Linked DNA regions of Neogale vison: region 2 is linked to region 1. A link is a contact called in public Hi-C data. All regions are on one chromosome and are shown on one strand. Each heading gives the region's core, a stretch centred on a gene start, on an enhancer-like site or on the middle of the called end of the contact. The rest is flanking DNA. Distances are from core to core; before and after follow the strand shown.

What was found. A called contact is a pair of places that touch in the nucleus more often than the background predicts.
Region 2: a Hi-C map of fibroblasts shows a contact between it and region 1, with 6 times the contacts expected there. The contact joins the promoter of KLF13 here to the enhancer-like site in region 1. A contact is called at or near these places in 2 of 3 Hi-C or Micro-C datasets (fibroblasts and muscle).

What each region holds. Positions count from the first base shown.
Region 1 is chr13:131,482,211-131,489,310 of ASM_NN_V1, forward strand. No RefSeq gene overlaps it. Among named protein-coding and RNA genes, the nearest start is that of KLF13, 90 kb to the right of the region's middle. Within about 2 kb of position 4,526, the one cell type or tissue checked has open chromatin away from gene starts, as enhancers often do. A contact at or near this core is called in fibroblasts, where this site is marked.
Region 2 is chr13:131,572,512-131,579,611 of ASM_NN_V1, forward strand. It overlaps KLF13 (Krueppel-like factor 13), which reads right to left and starts at 3,581. Exons shown (of 2, transcript XM_044230770.1): 1 at 2,616-3,581. The coding sequence starts at 3,207.

The DNA of each region.
Region 1 (7,100 bases), core at 3,276-5,775:
CACAGGGTAGTGACTATGAAAAGAGGCTCCTCGGGTTCTTTCCCAGACTGGTAACAGTGTCACCTGATTAAGGGGCCCCACGGTCACAGGGAGCCACAGCAGCCCTCAGCCACGCCTCTCTGAACAGAGCCTCCAGGGCCCCATGCCCCTGCCTGGTGGGTCCCCGGGTTACCTGACGCTGTCCTACCTTGAACTCCTCCCACCCACCCCGCTGCAGCCCCATAGTGGCCTGGGGGCGGGAGGAGCCTCCAGGACCCAAGTCCCTTCAAGAATGAGAAAGAAGCTCTAGCAGTTTTGAAGTAGAGTCTTTTGGGTTTTCCACATATAGTATCATAGCATCTGCGAAGAGTGATAATTTGACTTCTTCTTTGCCGATTTGGATGCCTTTAATTTCCTTTTGTTGTCTGATTGCTGAGGCTAGGGCTTCTAGTACTATGTTGAATAGCAGTGGTGATAATGGACATCCCTGCCGTGTTCCTGATCTCAGTGGAAATGACAGATGCTGGCGAGGATGCAGAGAAAGGGGAACCCTCCTACACTGTTGGTGGGAATGCAAGCTGGTGCAACCACGCTGGAAAACAGCATGGAGGTTCCTCAAAATGTTGAAAATAGAACTACCCAATGACCCAGCAATTGCACTACTGGGTATTTACTCTAAAGATACAAATGTAGTGATCCGAAGGGGCATGTGCACCCGAATGTTTATAGCAGCAATGTCCACAATAGCCAAACTATGGAAATAACCTAGATGTCCATCAACAGATGAATGGATAAAGAAGATGTGGTATATATACACAATGGAATACTATGCAGCCATCAAAAGAAATGAAATCTTGCCATTTGCGACAACATGGATGGAACTAGAGCGTATCATGCTCAGCGAAATAAGTCAAGCAGAGAAAGAGAACTATCATATGATCTCCCTGATATGAGGAAGTGATGATGCAACATGGGGGCTTAAGTGGGTAGGAGAAGAATCCATGAAACAAGATGGGATAGGGAGGGAGACAAACCATAAGTGACCCTTAATCTCACAAAACAAACTGAGGGTTTCTGGGGGGAGGGGGGTTGGGAGAAGAGGGGTGGGGTTATGGACATTGGGGAGTGCTGTGAAGTGTGTAAACCTGGCGATTCACAGACCTGTACCCCTGGGGATAAAAATATGTTTATAAATTTAAAAAAAAAAAAAAGAATGAGAAAGAAGCACATCCAGGCTCCAGGCTTCTGGCCCAATAAGCTTGTCTGATAAACACAATGGACTGAGTTCTGAACGGGGGCCTTTATTTTCAGTGTTTGCCAAACATCAGATTGGGACCCACGAATGTGTAGACATAAGCTCAGTGGGAGGTTATCAGTTGAAAATGGGAGCGTGTTACACGCGGAGCGTGTCACACTTAGCGTAGGTTGAGAGTTGTAAAAATGGTATCAGACACACACACACACGGATGTAGGTATGCATCTGTGTATGTCTGCACATACACGGGAAAACGTGAGTCTGCTTCTCCCTCTCCCACTCCCCCATTTGTGTTCCCTCTCTAGCTGTCTCTGTCTGTGCCAAATAAATAAATAAAAATAAAACCTTTAAAAAAATGTTTTCCATTACAGACATAGGTGTGTATAGACATGTACATGCACACACGTGTGTATATGTATGTATACGTGTGTGTATGATCTTGTCGTGTAAATTGTACCATCTGCTGTGAGTCACAGCCAAAGAAGTTTAAGAAGGTCCTATGTTCTGTTTACCTAAAAAGAAAGAAAAACTAATGAGCCAAAGTACCCTTGACTTCTCAGGAAGTGGGCGATAGGCACTTTCAGGTCAGGCTCTGGAGGTACAGGGGTGGGGACTGTGTCCTGCACCTGCCATAGGCATTGCGTGGCTGTGGACGCTGCCGAGATGTCCAGGAGAGAGCCTCGATTTGGGAGGCTGGAAACATTGGCAAACACCCCAGCTTCCCTGGTCCCTCATGTCCCTTCCCTGTCCTCTGTGCTTCTTGAGGCCGTTTGGAGATTAAGCTTGCTATCACCGTGTGCTCAGTGTGTCCCTAAAGGGGACTCTCGCCCTTGTCACTTTCACAACCAGAGGTTTGTAACTTTCCAAGAAAGGCAAAGGGGTCCCCAGTGTCCTTCTCGGTGACAAAGGCCCCTAAGACCCAGCCTGCCTCCAGCCTACAACTCACAAAGGAACAAAATATGGACTTAAAACTTGAAAGAAGTAACAAGGCACACACACCAAACCCGCCCGGTCCCTCGGCGTGCGTAAAATATACACAGGAAGGAAGTGGCCGGGCTGATTCAAAGAGGCAGAGCCTCGATGTCTCAGGGAAAGGAATATTTTCCGACAAGCCCGCCCTGACTGTGGTTTTGAACAAGAGCTCAGACGTAGCTTTGGCCGGTCCCCCCCACCCCGACCCCCCACGGGACTGGAGCGTCTGCTGTCTAGACACAACAGTGAGGGCGGACCCCCTGCAGGAAGGCACCCCTGCGGGCTGCTGCTCCAGGGCAGCCGGGTTGGACCCAGGCAGGCGAGCGAAGACTGCTACCTCCGGTCGGCGTGGCCAGTGCTGTGGTCCGGGGCAGGGAGGCGTGGGCAGCTGCCCAGTCCGCAGGGCTAGGGGAAGGCGCCTGCTTCTCAGTGCACTCCCAGCTACTGACTCACCAACGGGCTGGTTTTGATTTCTGGTTATAACCAGCTTCAGGCCCCCGCAGAGCCAGCCCTGTGGAACCAGGGCAGCTCTGAGCCTGTCACTCCCTGACTCAGAAGTCCCTACGACGCTCCTGTGACCCTCGATGGCTTACCCACAGGACCCAGTCCTGCCCCAGCCAGAGGCTTCCGCTACTCTCTGACCCCTCCACCGCCAGGTGCAGGCTGTCTGTGGCAAGCTCCCTGATACCTCCCTGTACCTCCCTTGGTCTGTGCTGTTTGTCGTCTGTCCTTCCTTCCTGCCCTCATCCCAAGTCCTGCTCACTCTGGCTCAGCACCACCTCCTCTGTGCTCGCAGCAGTCCCTTGTGGTCGCTGGTGTGACATTTTACCATGTCGCAGCTCCACGTCCAACTGTGTGAGCCCGAGCAAGTCCGTTAAATCTCGGAGCCTCCTTCTCCCATCCAGAGAATGGGGATAATCAGAGTTGCCGGCTGAGACGAGATCATGGGTGGGAAGCATGAGCCCGGCGCAGGGTACTCCCCCTCTGTGAGCATCACGGGTGCTGTGTATCCCAGTCGTCCTGATGGTAATGGGCTTTTCATGCCCTGCAGATGGGAATCTCTCTGGAGCGGGACTCAGTCTGTCGTCCTTCCAGCCTCCCTCAGTCACTACAGAATCTTTCCACGATGTAGCAGCTTCTCGGAAAAGAAACGTGAGGGTCTGTGTTTCTGGTGATCTGAAGCCAGGAGACTCTGCATGGCAGACATCCCCAAAAAGCCAGACTGTCCTGCCCAAGGGACAGGAACAGCAAAGGGGTGACTGTGCCAAGGTTGCCGGGACTGGCCAGGCGTCAACTTCCACTGCTCAGAGCCCGGGACGTCAGCGGGAGTTGGCTGTCCTCCAACCACCCAGGGGCAGGGTCGCATCCAGACCAAGGGCTCAGGAAGACCTTGCAGGCTGAGTGCCCAGTGTGGGTGTGTCTTGGAGTTGACGTTCGCTGGGACTTCCAGAGGCTCAGTAGTCTGAGCTCCAAGGCTGCACAAGGATAGGAGAAGGAAATGTGGGCATTCCATAACCCCATGTTGTGTTCGGACAGAGAAAGACCTTGAGAGAACCTTGGGGTCAGCCTGGCAAGGGGTGAGAGGGCCCCTCTGTGGTCTAAGGAGACAGGTGGCCCAGACATATGGGAAGAGGAGAGGCTGGGACAGTGGCTGGGCCCTGTCCCAGGTCATGAAAGCATCGAGTCACAAGAAGCTAGGCCACCGGCAGCCAGATGCCCGCAGGGGCTTGTCCTCCGGCTTTTAAAGGGATAGCCTCTGATGAAGTCCAGAGAGGAAAGGGAAGGGATGTAGCCCAGTCTATACCGTTCTAGTAAATGGTCTACTGATGCTGACTGCGTGGTTGCTGAGGTCACTCCGATCTTCCCAGCAGAGATGCCTGTTCTTTGGTCTGGACGCATGGTTCTTGAGACTTTCAGGACAGAGATTCTGTTTGAGGATTTCTGGCTTTTCTCAAACCACTAGGCTATTGTCAGGCCCGTTACCCAGAGAGGCCTACAGGACCGAGACCCTGGGGGTGCCAGACCCTAAGCGGACCAGCAGGGCAGGTCCCGGACAGATTCGCCCAGCACTGGGGCTTGAGAAAAGGGGAGCCTTTTCTGAAGGTGAATCTCAATGGGGTGAGCCCAGGGGGTTGTGTTTCCATGGTGATCATCCCCACAGGACCTGAGCACCTGTCCTGGACAGCAGCCTGAGATCTGAAACACGGAGCAGGTCCAGAACTCCTGTGGCGCTCCTTACACGGGCCTTCTGGGCCTCTGCGCTGCTGTACCCCTGGCCCACTAGCCCTCCACTCCCGTGGCCATCTCTTCTCTCCTCTGGCCTCCTCCTCCCTGAAAAGAAAGAGGCATCAGACAGAAATTCTGAGACCTCCGCCTGCCTGCCCTGTACCCAGAGCCTTGTCTCCTGTCCCAGGAGTGGGAGGTCCTACCTCAGGGTCCAGCCTCTCTCTCGTGGGGCAGCTATATCCCCACTCGCCACTCATGGACACTGCTTCCCAGTCCTCCGTTCTCTGCATCTTCAACTTTTCATTCTTACCAGCTCACCCCCGTCGGAGGACCGTGGTGTCATTACTCCCACTTTTAAACCAACCTTCTCTGCCTTCCCCGCCTACCCAGGGCAGAGCAGCGGGAGCCAGATTTATCCTTCCTCCTGACGCTAGGACACAACCAGACAAGCTGGGTGGGCAGCAGAACATCTGGAGAAGAAGGACGGTGGGTCCCTGAGAGGTGGAAAACGGATGAGGTGAGTCCTATGACAGGCTGCTCACTGTCTGAGAGCGTTCAGTGGTGCAGAGCAGACAAGGGACCCTGGTAGCATAGAGAGGACTCCCTGAGTTCAGAAGATAGGACTGGAAGTCCAGGAAGACGAAGGCAACTAGAAGGTTCAGGACAGAGGACCAGAAAGGAGACTGCTGCCGCAAGAGAGCCCTGACCATCTGCCGGAGGTCCGTTCCAGAATTCGGTGAATGTCTGTGAAGCCCACCCTAAGGGTATAGAGAGCTGTGCCTAGTGCCCACCCACAGCTCCCACCAGCCAGACTGGAATCCTGGATTCACGAGGCACTGGGTACCATACTCAGGGATTTGCCTAGACTGAGCACAGCTCCAAACCCACCTGATGCGGCGTAAAAGCAAGACCCAGAAAGGTCCAAGGACTTCTAAGTAACTTAACTGCGTCACAGATACGAGCTCAAGAAGATTTGCAATAAAAAAAAAATCAAGCATCAACGTGGTAAAAGTTAAAATACATGACGGCCAATTAAAATGACCTTGCATTCAGGGCCGTCTGGGTGGCTCAGCTCGGAGAAACATCTGCATTTAGCTCAGGTCATGATCCAGGGTCCGGGCTGGAGCTGCCTCAATCTCCCTGCTCAGTGGGGGGAGTCTGCCTGTTTCTCTCCCTCTGCACAGCCCCCTCCTGTGATGTGTGTGTGTGTGTGTGTGTGTGTGTGCGCGCGCGCGCGCGCACGTGCTATCTCTCAAATAAATAAACAAAATCTTTAAAATGACCTTGCACACAAAAAAAGCAGAAAAACACGTCCTCTAAAGAAAAAGAACTGGGTCTGGTCTAGGTGGCCAGCACAGAGGTTTTTGTGTAGGTCAGAGGCCGTGTCTGCCTGGGAAGCAGCCACGACCAGTGGTCAGGAAGGTCCAGCTCATGAAAGCATGAAAAAGAGCCCAAGGACAGCGGGTGGGGGCAGGGCAAGAGGTTATTAAACACACAGAAGAACCGGGAGGAAATCATCTCAATTCCACTTCCTCCTCCACGAACGTTCCTTTTTCGGCAAAAGTACATGTTCTCACACACTTGCCCTAATCACTCTCCTTTTTTCTATCTTTCCTCCTTATTGTGAAATATAATATACATCCAGAAAATGTTTAGGATATAAATATTCAACTTAGCAAGTTATTGCAAAGCAGATCCTTTTGTATCTATCACTCAGATCAGATGCTTCCCAGTCCTGGTCCCTTCCTAGGATCTCTGCCACCTGGCATGGCCGGGGGGATTTGGACCTGAACCTGCACTGTAGTTTGCTGCAGTAGCAGGAGTGTTTAAAAAGAGTGAGATTTTCATGCCTGTGAAATGTCTATCAATGGAATCATGCAAAGCATGTATGATTTTAGAGCTAGCTTCTTTTTCTCAACATTACATGCTTTTAGGATTTAACCATGTTGCTGCGTGCATCTGTAGTTCATTCTGCATCTGCAGTATAAAATCCCTTGTGTGAGTATACCTTTTTTTTGGTCCATTACACTATGGATAGACATTTCCATTATTCCCATTTGGAGACTATCTCAGTTCAGGCTACTGTAACAAAAATACTATAGACTGGGTGGCTCAAACAATAAGCATTTATTAGCACAGTTTTGGAGGTGGGAAGTCTGGGGCCAGGGTGCCTGCAGTCGGGTTCTGGTGAGAGCCATCTTCTTGATTTATAGTTGGGTGTCTGTCTTCTCACTGTGTTCTCACCCTGCAGAGGGAGGGAAAGGGAGGAGAAGCAAGATCTCTTGTGTTATTTCTGTGTAAGAGCATTAATCTCACAGGAGGGCTCCACCCCCATGACCTAATCACCTCCCCAAAGCCTTATCTTCTGAAACCATCCCACTGGGGATTAGAGTTTTAACATATGGATTTGGAGGACAGGAACAGTGAGTCCGTAGCCGGTGCTATGATCAAATATTGCTAAGAACATATTTGCATATTCATTTGGCTGCAAACACACACATATTAGTAGGCTTGTAGCCCCTAGTGGAATTGCAGGCTCGTGGGTGTGCTCATCTTTGGCTTTGGGAGACACTGCCACACCATTCTCCAAAGTGACTTTACCTCTGGCTGTGTGCTGAGTGCCGGGACTTCACATATGTACCAACACCAGGCACGACCAGTCTCATTG
Region 2 (7,100 bases), core at 2,331-4,830, 89 kb after region 1:
CCGAAGGGTTCTCAAACTCATAGCCTCATTTCCCACACCTTCCAAGTGGTCAGGGGAGACATCACCAAGCTGCAGGGAGATCTGGGGACCTGTCCTTGCCCACAGGGCTAGACAGAGCAAGCTGGGAACTGCCTTCTTGGCTAAAGTGGTTTTGATATTCACCCCCCACCCCCCGCCATAAAATCACTATGGGTGGGTGGGGTGGTGGTGGTGGTTCCTAGTGGAGTAAAAGGCCTGGCATGACCTGAACCACTGCCAGCAGGGACCCCCCCCCCCCAGAAGCCCACAAACCAAACCACAGCAACCTCAGAACCAATGTTTGCTGCTCGGGTCTTTCCAGGGTAGCCTGGCCTCTCAGTCACCACAGTGGCCTGTGAACTACCCCCTTCCCCTCTATGAACACCAGCTAATTATGTTCTGCACACCTGGGCACAGGCTGGAAATGGGCTCCCTAGAGGTGCCCTCCACCAGAGGCTGAACCAGACACCCTCAAGAGGTAGGCTCTTGGTTCATAATCAGATTCACCTGGGGCACCACTTAAACTGTGTGTTCAGTGGGAGGTCAGTATCTGGGACCTGGAAATCTACATTTCCACGGCCCCCAAAGGAACCCTGTTCATTCCTGACTCGAAGGTCTACATCTGCTGTGGAGGTAGGACACACTTGGAGGGCAAGGCTGGCTCCCTGCTCTTAGACTCAGCACACTGCAGCCAGAGTGCAGTCCATCCTCTCTTACCTTTTTGGGGTTTCAAATCACCCCAGAGAGATTGGGTTCCACCCAGTGGGGGAGACCCGGGTTACCATGGCCTCTGTCTAATCCTCTCGCCAAGAGACCCGCTCAGGGACATTGGAGCCTGAATTAGGGAGTGAACCAACCCACAAGCTATCCTCCAGCTCAGGCCCCCATTCAAGCCTGCTCCGCCCACGCCAGCGAGCCCCGCCCCTCAGCCAGCCCCTCCGCAATTCTCGAACCCCGCTAGTCGGCTGGAAGGCCACAGTGAAGCAGGCTGCGAAGTATCCAATCCTTAAATTACCGGTCCACTACGGACCTCGCGCCCCAAATCGGTCCTCGAGCCAAGGCCCACGCACTGCCCCCGCCCCCGTAATCTGGGTGCTCCAGGATCCCAACCTAGCTTGGTCTCTCCCCTACGGCCACACCCACCCTTGCAATAACCTTCCTAAATTGAACCAAGATCCATCCCTACACTAACCCCACCCCCCATCTCTGTCCACACACACTTAATTCTGACTCAGAATGAGTAGAAATGGCCCCGCCTTCACCCTCGACCCCACCACCAGCCACGTGATTTAGGGCGCTCACAGCAAGTGACCAAAACCGCGGGGGCAGCCTCCGAGGTAAAGGTTTGTCTGAAATCCGCCGGTCTTGACACCTTTAGACCTCGGGACAGCTCAGTTCCAAATTTACCAGGAGAAAGGGGTCTTTCAGCTCCAGGGTCTTGAGGAATGCCGTTTTTACGCCAGTCTTTTAACCAGTTTCTGTACTGCCTTATAAATGTGAAGTCTAAATCGTTGGTAACAAGGCAACTTTATTTATACGGGTTTTTAACCTGGTCCAAATGTGGAAGAATTAAGTGTAACAGAAGAGTTGGCGTGAGCCCAGGAAAAATACACAATTCTTTAGACCAAACTGGGAGAGAAAGGTTGCATCCCACCGTTGTGTTTAAGAAAACGAAAAACCACCAACGACGAGGTTCCGGGCCCATGGGAAGGGGAGGGCTGCCCGGGGGTCGGGGGTCAGGCGATGGTCCTCTGAGACCGACCGCCCCCCGTGCAGGTGCCGCCCGGCAGGTGAGAACAGCGCAGAGAAGAGGGCGGCGCGGAGGAACCGGCTGTGGAGTGGGCGCTCCTTTCCGGAGAAAGCGCCCCCGGGCCTAAGAGCCCTCTCGGGTCGGGCGCGCCCCCGCTGGCCGGATGGGCGGGGCTCCCACAAAGAGCCTCCGGCGGAGAACCCGGACCGCCCCCCGCCTAGGCCGCTGCTGGCTCTGGTTTCGACAAATTAAACCTTAGAACGCTGGAAAAATTACAGGAAGAGGAGAGCGAAGAATGTGCCGAGTGGCTGGAGGGAGCCCTGTCCCCGCGTGAACTTCGCCCGCCGCTCGCCCGGGCCGGGCCCGGCCGGGCGGGCCCCTCCCCTCCCGAGAGCGCGCTAGGCCGGCGGGGGAGGGGCCGGGGCGAGGACACCCCTCCCCCGCGGCCCCGAGGCGCCCCCGCCGCCCAGCTCCCCGAGCAGCACGCGAGGTCCCCACCCAGTTCGCCCGCACCTGCCCGCGCAGCAGCCCCCCTGCCCCCCGCGGGGTCTACGCCCGCAGCCCCGATGACGACATCCGCCCCCGCGGCCCCGCCCGAGAGTGCCCAGGGAGGGGGCGTGCCCGGCGGGGGCGCGGTCGCCGGGCGGGCGCCGGCTCCCAGCTCCCGAACCCGCCTCGCTCCGCGCGCGGGGCCGACCACTGGACCGTGTGGCGGGGGAAGGGGCGAGGCCCCGACCGTTCCCCGCCCGACCGCCCCTCCCGCCCCGCCGGCAGCTCCGGGGGCGTGGCCCGGTGGCTGGCGCTGTCCCCGTCCGCGCGCTCGGGGCGCCCGGGCGGCCCTACTGACCTGTGTGAGTTCTCAGGTGCGCCTTGAGGTGCGAGGATTTCCCGTAAACTTTCTCGCAGCCCGCGTAGTGGCACTTGTGCTTTCTCTGCGGGGACTCGAGGTCGGCGCGACTTCGGCCCCGCCGGCCCCTTTGTCTGAGGCCGGGTTCGCCGCTCCCCGCGGGCCCTGGCTCCCGCTCCGGCTCCAGCCCCGCCTCGAGCTCGGCCTCGGGCTCGCTCCACGCGGGGCTGAGGGGCGCGGCCGCAGCACCTTCGCCGCCAGGGGAGGCCGGCTCGGGGGCGGGTGGCGGCGCTGGCGGCAGGCGGCAGGGGGTCCTCGCCTTCCGGGCCGCGGCGCCCTCTCTGCGCTCCGCCGGGACGGGCGCCGGCGCTTGCTGGTTGAGGTCCGCCAAGATCCGCGCCACCACGAAGAGCGAGGCACTGTCCTTGCCGTCGCGGCGCTCCTCGACGCGGGGCAGCGTGGCGGCGACAGCGGTGGCCGCGCCCTCGGGTCCGGGCTCCGGACCCTCCCGCGGCCCGTGCACGACCGCGCGGCTCGACATGGACACGAGGCACTCGGCGGCGAAGTGGTCCACATAGGCGGCGGCTGCCATGCTGCGGGCTCCGGCCGGCGGGCCGGCGGCACTGCTGGTCGCTGCGAGTCGTCAGCGGCGCATCCGCACCCACGGCCTCCCGAGAGCGGGCGGGGGGCGGGGGCGCGGCGCGCCCTCTCCTCGGGCTGGGCTGGGCGCGCAGCCGCCTCTGCCGTCACCCGCGCGGCTCCGCGTCCGCAAGGCGCCCGCCCGGCCGGGCACCAAAGAGTGAACGCATGGAGGGTGCGGGCCAGTGGGGTCCCCGCGCGGCGTCAGGGGCGGCCTGTCCTAAGGATGCCGAGCAGCGACGTTAGGGACTACCTCGCCAAGTCGCGGCCGCAGCCTCGCCGCGCATTGTGGCAGGCGGGACAGCCGCCGTGCGCGCCGCGGCTCGGTGTGGGCGGCCCGGCCCCGGGGGTGGGCGGGGCCGGGGCCACATCTGGACCCGACGTCAGCCCCCAGCCACATCCTGGCGGCGCAGGTTACAGGCGGCGGCGGCCGCGGGGAACTGCGCGCGCGGAGGGGGCGGGGATCCCAGAGCGCGCATCATCAGGATAGAGCGGTCGCGCGCCCGCGGCTGAGGAGGGGGCGTGGCCTAGGACAGGGGCTGACGCCGTTGGTTCGTCGGTAGGCCGTCGGACCAATCCAGGCGGCCAGAGGGGCCGACCCGGCCTGGGGGCCCGTGCTCGCCAATGGGCGTGCCCTCTTGGCCCGCGGGAGGAGGAGCGGAAATTTGAGCCGAGAGCCGGGCACGCTGACGCAGGACGTCCGAGGGCGGCGGACCGGGGCGTGGCTGCGCGGGGACCGCTCCCCACCCCACCCCACCCCACCCGACCCCACCCCCCTAGCAGCGGGGAGCCCGCGGGGCATTTTCTTGCCAGGGCTTCTGTACGGTGACAGCCTCGAACCCTGGAGTGGAAGCGAGCGCTTGGGAGGGCGCCCCTTTGTCCCTCCGTCCCCGCCTGTGAGGGGCGCCGGGGATGGGCGCGCCTCCGTGGGGGCTCGCCTCCGCTTCTCTCTTTCCTTCCAGAGCGGCATTTGCACGGCGGGGAGGCGTGTCCGCTCCGGCTGGGCGTGGGGCTGCCGGCCTGGCCTGGGGGAGGAACAACTCCCCGGGCACCCCGCCGTAGCAGGGTTCCTAGGTGGCCGCACCTCGAGGCGCAGGCCGCTCGCCCCCCTCCATGCCCTCTCCCTCTGCTCAGCTCCGGACCTCGGTGCGGCCCGGCTGGGAGCGAGGTCACGGGTGGGGCGAGGCCGCTCCCGCAGGAAGGACCGGCTGATTTCCCGACCCAGCAGCCGGAGACCCCGAGGGGATCGCGCTGCGGGTGAGACTGTGTCGGCCGGAGTCGGACACAGTGGCTAACCTGCCAGCGTGGGTGACGTGCCCACCGCGTACTGTGCTTGCAGGAGTGAACTACGTGCTGGTGCAACCGGCGCCGCTGTTCAGGGAACGCGGGGCCCCTTCCTCCTCCCCGCCCCGGCCTGCTGCCAACAACTTCTCCAGGCTGCCCCTCTCCCAAGGCGGTGGGGAAGGCTTCAAACGCCACCAGCTGCGAGGACCCCGCCCACCGCGCCCCACCCACCCTCTGTCTGGGCCTCCCGAAGGAAATACTCCCCGGCGCCCAGCCCGCGTACTCCTTGTCCCGGCCCTGCCAACTTGCCCCTGACTCTCACCGGCGCCCCCACCCTCATCCCCTCGGCCCCACCATCCTTCTGCAGGCCTAGACCATCTCTGGAGAGGCCAGTATATTACTTTCTACTGCTTCGGAATCAAGCGCCGCAAGACCCTTTCCGGACCCTCGCCGGCAGCCCCTGAACCGGAAGGCGGAGGCCTGGGTCAGCCCGCTGGGTGGTTTGCCTTCATGGACGGTTTGCACGTGTCCGCCGGCCGCAAGGGGACCCTGCTGGGTGACTGGGTGATGGCAGCCCAGGCACTCAAACCCTACGGACCTGAGAAGAGGGCTGGGTGGGGCGAGGTCGTCCTGTGCACAAAATTAAGAGCGGCCATTTCTCACCAAATTAATTTGAGGCCTGGGTAGGAAAAAACCGTCTTTCCAGGTAACGAAGAAGGAACTGAGAGAGACGTTCTCTGTTACCTGCTAGGAGGAACCGTAAACTGGCATGGATGATTGATCACCCTGGGTGTCTGTAACCGAAACTCTAAATAAACTCCCCTCTCCCTGATCAAGTTGGTGCCCTGTGGGAAGACTACTAGCCTGCTTCCCTGTGGTGGGCTCTGTAAGGGCCATCTGGGTCAGGGCCCTCTAAGAGGGTCTCCTGCAGGAAGGAATCATTCTGTCAGGCAGATTGTGTTGATGACATTTAAAAGATTTGTGTTCTGACCAAATAATGATGCAGAATGTTCCTGTAGTCCCACCACGTGCTGCAGTCAGTCACTTACCAGCACCCATCCCCTCTCTATTCCCCTCCAGCTGGGGTGGGGGATTCTGCCCCAGTCTTTGAGAGTCCACATCTCTTGGCTTTCTCCATGATCCCTGCTGGGATACTACTCCCCCCACCCCACCCCCACAGCCCGCACACTCACACTGGCCATCCTCCTACAGGTATGCACTATTCTAGGCATTGGGCCACACAGCCATGGACAAGACACCCCCTCTGGGTGAGGGGAGGTCAGCCTGGGTCAAGGGTCCTCTGCATTGCCACACACCCCACCTCCATCCACAGCCCAGAGCAGTCCCTAGGCCTCTCCATGAGTGCTGAGTGCTGTCTCCCTAGGAGTTTCAGGAGTGCCCTGTGGCATTCCAGATGCAAAACTCAGCCCCTTGGCTGGTTTCTCACCCATCTGGTGATCACTGAAGGCCTCAGACCCTGCAGCCTTTACCATGTAGAAGTAGGTTCCAGTATCCAGAGATTCATTTCTCTTCCCCAGAGCTGTGAGTCCATGTTTTTCTTGCTAACCAGAATTCTGGCAGAGGTAGCTCATTGTATATACGAGGGTGAGTGGGGGGCGAGTATCAGGTGGAAGGCACAGAATATAAAAAAGCAGGAAGATCAGATGAAGTAGATGAAGATGTGCCTAGGGAGTAAAGAGGTTCAGGACTGGGGTTTCTGGTAAAGATGGTGGACTGGCTCTTCATTTCCGGAGCCTCCCGGAACAACAGTAAGTTTGTTTGTTGTAAGACAGAAATTGCCAAGGATGGAGAGAGCAAGGGAAGAAGTAACAACACCACAATTTTTGAAGCTACAATACTTAGCAGACCGGAGAAAATGAAATCATGAAATGAGAGCCAGGAATATACCTTGGAATATCCAGAAACGTCACGAATAGGTGGCACTAGGTACCTCTGGACGTGAATGTGAATGAGAGGCTAACCTAAGAATAAACTGGAAGGCTCGGTTAAGAGGTACAGAGTTGCCCAGATCCTCTCCCTAACTCTGTGCAGCCTTCCCCATCCTGACAAAAGACTGATGGTTATTATCTAAAGAAGGTATAAGGGAGCATCTTGGGTTGGGAGACCCCAGGCACAGTTGACAGCAGAGGAGCCATAATAGGAAGGGGGGGATTAAATGAGCAGATAGACACTGGTTGGTGAGACCAACCCCGCTCCCTTTTTGGCATTTAAGATGGCAGGGGCCAGGAGACAAAGGGTCTTTTCTGTGGCATCAGACCGGGCCAAGGGAAACACCTAAACTTTTTGGCAGCTGTAGTTGCACAACTATGCCAGATCACCCAAAGGAAAGGCCACTGTTCTTGAGCCCCACATGTGTGGATAGGGCTTCTAATCAGTCTTTGACACACAACCAAAGTTGACCTGGCATCTCAGGAAAGCCCTGTGTCATGAAATCTAGAGCCCCAATGGAATTTTTCAAAAGCAAGTTGGAATGTACAAAGACTATACAGAGAGAAGTCCATGTCAACATAACTACTAATAATGTCATTGAAGAAATTAAGA